2 separate regions of the Ovis aries genome follow, and region 2 is linked to region 1. A link is a contact called in public Hi-C data. All regions are on one chromosome and are shown on one strand. Each heading gives the region's core, a stretch centred on a gene start, on an enhancer-like site or on the middle of the called end of the contact. The rest is flanking DNA. Distances are from core to core; before and after follow the strand shown. Region 1 overlaps ITIH5 (inter-alpha-trypsin inhibitor heavy chain 5). Region 2 holds the start of ITIH5 (inter-alpha-trypsin inhibitor heavy chain 5).

Region 1 (3,428 bases), core at 424-2,923:
TGCGTGTGTTCTGAAAGCACCCGGGCAGAGACGCAGCTAGAATAGAACTGAGACCAGGACGTGGGCTGCAAGCGACTGGAGCCAGCACAGGCCTCTGAGGTCAGACTTCTGGATGCTCTCTGAGCAAACCTCTATCCACTGGACCTGCTGATATCGTTAGGGAAGCAGTTCTAGATAAGAATGACCGTGTGCTAGCTACTAGACTCAGCTTGTGCACACCAGACTTCTAGGACAGCCCTCCCTGGGAGCTTTTGTAAAATACTTAGGGTGTGAATTCAGATTCCATGTCTCCCCCTAGGTCCATAAAAAGAAGAAAAAGCCTAAAAGCTGTGGAACCTACTTTTGCCTCAGTTTCCCTGTCTGATGTGTTGGGCCCATGGCTATTGAACCATAAATGAATGAACTTTGTCTCAGTGTGAAAGCCAATGCTGTGAGATGTAATTTGCAAGTCTACTTTCTGGATTCTACTTTCTGGATTATTAAAGCAGTTAACTTGTGTGTGTGGTTCAAACTCTAACAGGTTACAAATTGGTGTTCCGTGCAAGACCACACTCTCTCTGTCTCCCGTCACCCTGCTTCCTGCTCTCTCAGTAACTTGATGATTTGGAGGCTCAATGGAACAGGAGTATTTCAAATTAATTCTTTTCTGGAACATCCCTGGATGTCTGACGATCTTAAGTTATAACCTGGATAAATATTCCACCTATGTGATTGGTTTAAAGCTGTTTACTTCACTCTCTAGGTTAAAATCTCAAACTTCTTGTGGTCCTATGGCACCTGAATCACTGCCCTTTCCATGATTAAAAAAAAAAAAAAAAACACCAAAAAAACAAAGCAAAACAAAAAACTAGTTGGAGCCATAAAATTTTCTTTTATGATCAGATCCCTGATGGCTCAGAGTAAAATAAAATGAGATAAACAATATTAGAAATAAGGTACCTTGCCTTTTTCACCTCCTTTAGCTTTATATCAGTGATGCTCAAATCTGGCTATACCCTAGAGTCTCCTGGAGAGGTTAAAAAAAAAAAAAAAAAAAACAGATGACTGAATCCTCACTCAAACACTTGAATTAGAATTTACCCGGGTTGAGGCCTTGATAACTGTATTTTGAGGTGTGATATTCTGAGTCTATTCTACGAGAAACTGAAAATTTTATGAATGCTTTTAAGTTATTTATTTGTAATGCTCGAGAATAATGCTCAGAATTTTTCCTACCACTAAACAGATGTGGCTCTGTGACTTGCATAGTCTATCCTTTATATTCTTTGCCTATTTCTTTTTAAAATTTTTGCTTATTTACTTTTGGCTTTGCTAAACCTTCATGGCTGTGTTTGGCTTTCTCTGGTTGTGGTGAATGGGGTCTAGTGGTGGTGTCCGGGTTTCTCGTTGCTGTGGCTTCTCTTGTTGTGGAGCATGGGCTTTAGGCATGCGGTTTGCAATAGCTGCGGCTCACCAGCTTAGTCGTTCCGGGGCATGTGGGATCTTCCCAGACCAGAGATTGCACCCTTGTTCCCTGCATTGGCAGGCAAATTCTTAACCACTGGACCACCAGGGAAGTCCTGTTCTTTGCTCTTTTAAAAAAGCAGTTTTATTGAGGCTGAGCATAAGATTGACTCATTTTAAGTCTTGTAACTCAGTGGTTTTTGTACACTTGCAAAGTTGCGCAACCATCAGCCCAATCCAAGTTTAGAACATTCCTATCACCCCGAAAAGATGTTTGTGCCTCTTTGCAGTCACTCCCTGTTCCAACCTCAGCCCCAGGCAACCACTAATCCACTTTCTGTCTCTCTTCAGACAGCTGCATTTTTCAAAGCACCCCAGGTGGTTTTGACAGTTGGTAAATGTTAGGAGCCTTACTTTGGGCCTCCCAGCAGAATGTATGGACATGAACTCTGTTAGGATCCTGACCTATAGAAGCAGCTTTTTTAGATGAATTACTGTTATTCATTAATTTTTAACCATTTAAAAAAGTTGGAGTATGGTTAATTTACCACGTTGTGTCACTCCGGTGCACAATGAAGTGACTCAGTTACACGCACACGTGTATCTATTTTTTCAGACCCTTTTCCCTTATGTACTGTGTGAGCTTAGCCGCTCAGTCGTGTCTGACTCTTTGCGACCCCACGGACTTTAGCCAGCCAGGCTCCTCTGTCCATTGAATTCTCCAGGAAATAACACTGGAATGGGTTGCCATTCCCTTCTCCAGGAGATCTTCCTGGCCCAGGGATCAAACTGGGGTCTCCTGTATTGCTGGCAAGTTTTTTACTGTCTGAGCCACCAGGGAAGCCCGTATATAGTAGTATATGTTAATCCCAGACTTCTAATTTATTTCTTCCTTTATGTCTTCTTACCCCACCTTTCCCCCTTTGGTAACCCTGAATTTGTTTTCCATGTCTGTGGGTATATTTCTGGTTTGTATGTAAGTTCACTTGTATCTTTTCTGGGGAAAAAAAAATGATGCTTTAGGTTTTTAGAACCCATACCCAAGCCCCCCCACCCCCACTCCCAGCCCCCACCGAGTGCTCTGCAAGCAGTGTGTGCTCTTTATCCTTTACCTGCCCAGGAACTCAGCCTACAGCTTGCTTTTTAATTGTATCACTCCTAGGTCAGCTTCCCATAAAATAATTCTAAGAACCAAGAAAGCGTCATTAGAAAGAAAAGAACCACTCAAAATACAGTTTCATTACCTTTGATGTTGGAAGATGAGATTGTTGACTCTGGCGGGGTCTTTGAGGATAAATTAATGACCAGTCTTGAGTCCTGCAAGCTCAAGTCACCTTTGACTGTCGGCTAGACTTGTATGTGTCTACAGTGTCTTGTGTATCCGTAGACACCAGTGAGGAGTTGGTTGAATCTGTTTAAAAATCAAATTTTTCTTTCCCTTTGTTTGGTCTGTTAACCTCCTGACCCTGCCGTTTGCTGTGATGGCTCTCAGGATTGAAATGGAGGCACCTAGCATGGTGCCTGCCATAGAATGGGTGCTCAGTAAGTATTTGTTAAAAGAATTTAAGAATAAATAACTGTTAGCCATGAAGATGCCACTGAGTTTTCAACACCTTCCTGGTTTGTTGTTGCTCAGTTGCTAAGTTGTGTCCGACTCTTTGCAACCCCCTGGACTGACTGTATGTAGCATGCCAAGCTTCTCTGTCCTTCACCACCTCTTGGAGATTGCTCAAACTCATGTTCCTTGAGTCAGTGATGCCATCCAACCACCTCATCCTCTGTTGCCCCCTTCCTGGTTTAAGTTGGTTAAGTTCTCCAGATCTTGGGTGTGGCTCTTATTCTGTTGTGAAGGAGGGATTCGGAGGCAGAGTTTGGTTCCAGAAGACTCGTTACAAGAATGTAGATCCCTCCCTTTTCCAGAATTGTCAGATGAAAGAGGGGATGCTGGGTTTAAATTTGAAACTCTAGGTAAACAATGTGTCCCA
Region 2 (3,581 bases), core at 470-2,969, 34 kb before region 1:
TTTACCCAATTAAACTCATACTTTTGATATGGTTATGTGATCTGATTTTTCCTTTAAATTATGCTGTAAACATTTTTTCTGTTTCCATGCACTTTATGGTTGTTTTTTAACAGCTGTGTAATATTCCACAGGACTGATGTTCTGTCTTTTGAGTTAACCATTTCCGTTTTTGGCCACTGAGATAGATGCCAACTTATTACTCAGTGTATTAATTTAGAGGGAATTTTTACAGAGACATAAAAAAATGTCTTAAGGTGAAAAATTCAGGAGATGCATGATGGTAAAAGTTGCATGATAATGTGAACGTACTTAGTGTCACCAAATTGTACAGGTAAATAGGGTTAAAATAGTACTTTTAATTTTATGTGATTTTTATCACGACAAGGAGAAGGCAATGGCAACCCACTCCAGTACTCTTGCCTGGAAAATCCCATAGACGAAGGAGTCTGGTAGGCTGCAGTCCATGGAGTCTGGAAGAGTCAGACATGACTGAGCGACTTCACTTTCACTTTTCACTTTCATGCATTGAGAAGGAAATGGCAACCCACTCCAGTGTTCTTGCCTGGAGAATCCCAGCGATGGGGGAGCCTGGGGGGCTGCCGTCTATGGGGTCGCACAGAGTAGGACACGACTGAAGCAACTTTGCAGCAGCAGTATCACGACAAAAAACATTTTTAAGTGTCTTTGAGGTGATTGCCTTTTGGAAACAAGCAGCTCCAGATCACTGTGCGTCTGCCAGGTACAAAGATGGAGCCCAGACTCTAAAAGGTGGGTGAATGGTTGGCAGATTATTAATAGTTCTTCCTATGACAGGACAGAAATATGACCAATAGTCTGTAACTATAACAGTGACATTCATTTTTATGATTAATAACCAAAAAAATCGGAAGTACTACGGCGTGGTGCCAACTCTAGCTTCCTCTCCGTTCTCTTATGCCAGAGCCATATAAAAGCGGACCACGTTGCTGGTACTTTCCGCGTTAGACCACTTAGCATTCCCTCAACTGGGCTTGTAGGCATCAGTGCTGGATGTCACGGGGAACGCACTATTTCCCCAGAAGAAGGTCTCCTGATGCCTCAGGCGGCAGGTGTGGGAATGGTGGTGGTATATACCGGGTGGGAGGTGGTACGTATTGGAAGTGGGCTGGCGGTATACATGCAGCGCGGGAGCGAGGTCTGTATAGCAGGTGAAGGGGCGGACTGTATATGGAGGGTCAGGTTGGCCCTTACAGTGTCCTCCTGAGACAGGAATGGCGTGAGTTCACGAAGGAGCGGGAGAGGGGCATGCAGGTGGTAGCAGGTGCCCCCGGCGCAGGTTGGAGAAGGCGAGGGAGGGGCGGGGCAGGAGGGGGGTTGCTGAAGGTACTGGCGGGAAGGCGGCGAGCGATGGGGCGCGAACCGTGCGCTCTGGGCTGGGGGCACCCGTTGTGGATGCAGCGGACCGGGGGCGGGCCTCGCGGGAGTGAGGAGTCTGAACCCGCGAGGGGTGAGAAGCCGCGGCGGGGCGCCGCGGGCAGGGCCGGAGGGGCGCAGGGGCCGGAGGGGCGCGGGGGCGGGGCCGGAGGGGCTAAGGGGCGGGGCCGGAAGGAGCGGGGGGCGGGACCCGAGTAGGCTTGGGGGCGGGACCGGAGGGGCTGAGGGGCGGGGCCGGAGGGCTCAGGGGGCGGGGCGGAGCGCGAGGCAGGGCCGCGCGAGTCTGCAGTCCGGACCGCTGCCCTGAGTCCTGCGCTGTATCCGCGCGTCCCGCAGCGTCTTGGTGCAGCCGCCCGGCCTCACCATGCTCCCGCTGCTCGGGCTGTACTTTGCGCTGCCGCTCTGCGCCGGGTTGCTGGAAGAGGCGAGGAGCTGGGGAGACACATCGGATCAAGTAAGTGGAGTTCTAGGGGGCCCCGGGCGAGCCCCGGGCGCCGGCTGCAGTCTCTTACCACCGCCGCCTTCGGGCGCGTGGCTGCGGGACAGGCTACTGGACGCGAGGGCGGGTGGGATCACCCCCATGTCCTGGCACATCGTCCCCCCTTCACTTCTCCGTCCCCAGTGTTCTGCTTGGGAGCTTCCCCATCTGCTGTTCCGTCGAGGAGAGAGTCTGGCTGACAAAGTTTCTTGCAGAATTGTGTCTGCACTTCAAAGTCCTGCGGAACCAAACCTCTTCGGCTCCTGTTACCTGCGCGGTTTCTGCTGGTTTTGTTCATTTCTGAGCCAGAACCCTAAGCTAACTGCAAGGTTCTTTCAGATGCGCCTGTGGGGTAGTCTTGGCAGGTTGCTGTTGGCTTCCAGTTGTTCTAGAGAGAGAGCACGTCTAGGAAATGTTCTAAACTCGTGGAAGCCTCCGCTTTTCTCATCTGAAAACCGGGAGAACAGAGTTTTCATCTCTTATTGCTTTAGCAGCTTAAAGGTGGCCAAATGATGGGCGGAGGAGGAAGAACCAAAGGTCTCAGTTCCCCTGGTTAATACTCTGTGTATCTGTCAGGATTTTTTAAATGGCTTAACCTCACAAGTGAATGAAACCTGCAAATATGAACTCTCAATACAATGTCTTATGGATAGGAAGGCTCTTGAAAGAATATCAAACAGGTTCCCACAGATATCAATGCATAGACCTTATAGGGAGAAAGGGCTCTGTCCTGATTAACGAAGGCGGTGCATTTCTGCATCTCCTGGTGCTCTTTGCACACATGTATTTAAATTGTTTAGCCGAAAACATGCTTTTGCAGGATGAGAGGAAGAGATAAGCAGGTATACCTTCTGACCCCTTTCCCAGAGCCTTGGTTTGAAGGCAGATCTGGAAAACAGAATCTGCCTAAACATCCCATAGTTACTTTCACGTCAACTCTGCCTTAAGGATGTGCTTATCTACCAAATGGAACGATTCTTCTCTTGTAGGACTGCCATGAGGAATAACCCATAAAAATTCCAGGAGGCTGTGTGGTGGAGGAGGAATGTGCAAGCTTGGCATCCAGAGAGCGAGGCTGGTCTCCCCTTTGCTCTTTACTACTGTGTGGCCTGGACGAGCTCCCCTATGCCTCTCTGTGCCTCCCTTTCCTATCCCTCACAGCAGGGCACACACCTACTCTTGAGCATACTTGTAAGGATCCAGCTGCTAGTTTGTGTAAAGGACCTCATATACTGTGGTATATGAAATGGCAGATGTTTTGGTTAAGGATAGGGGTTTGATGCCTGCTACCGGGGCTCAATTCCAGATTCAGGCGCTTTTCAGCTCTGTGATGCTGAGCACAGTCCTGAGTGCTTCAATCTCCAATTTTGTACAAAGTGGGAAAGAACGGAGTAGTGAGGGTTGGGTAGGTAATACATCTAAAAGTGCTGGGGATGGTCAGCACTTGATGTTGGCGCCACTGAAGTGCTGAAGGAAGGAATTTAGGGTAAAGATCCAAAAACTTTTTAGAGGGCGGAGGGAGAAGATGTGGGAAGCACTGAAACAAAGATTCTGTTTATGAGCTAAGAGGCGGGATTAAAGCTCTGACATCTGCAAGTCCAAGTAGGCTTAACACTGAACTTCCCTGCTTGTAAGAACATGGGTTTGGCCCATGTTAGTGAGTGCTTGCTGTCGTCAGCCCATGGCACCG

Evidence for each region. Hi-C and Micro-C count contacts between places; a contact is called where the count stands out from the background.
Region 2: a contact with region 1 is called in a Hi-C map of tail adipose tissue, with 2.2 times the contacts expected there. The contact joins the promoter of ITIH5 here to the enhancer-like site in region 1. A contact is called at or near these places in 3 of 16 Hi-C or Micro-C datasets (hypothalamus, mesenteric adipose tissue and tail adipose tissue).

The regions. Positions count from the first base shown.
Region 1 is chr13:12,083,301-12,086,728 of ARS-UI_Ramb_v3.0, reverse strand. The region is part of intron 5 of ITIH5 (inter-alpha-trypsin inhibitor heavy chain 5); the gene reads left to right. Among named protein-coding and RNA genes, the nearest start is that of ITIH5, 35 kb to the left of the region's middle. Within about 2 kb of position 1,673, at least 7 of the 54 cell types and tissues checked have an H3K27ac peak or open chromatin away from gene starts, as enhancers often do. A contact at or near this core is called in tail adipose tissue, where this site is marked.
Region 2 is chr13:12,117,681-12,121,261 of ARS-UI_Ramb_v3.0, reverse strand. ITIH5 (inter-alpha-trypsin inhibitor heavy chain 5) reads left to right here and starts at 1,719. Exons shown (of 14, transcript XM_004014177.6): 1 at 1,719-1,867. The coding sequence starts at 1,778.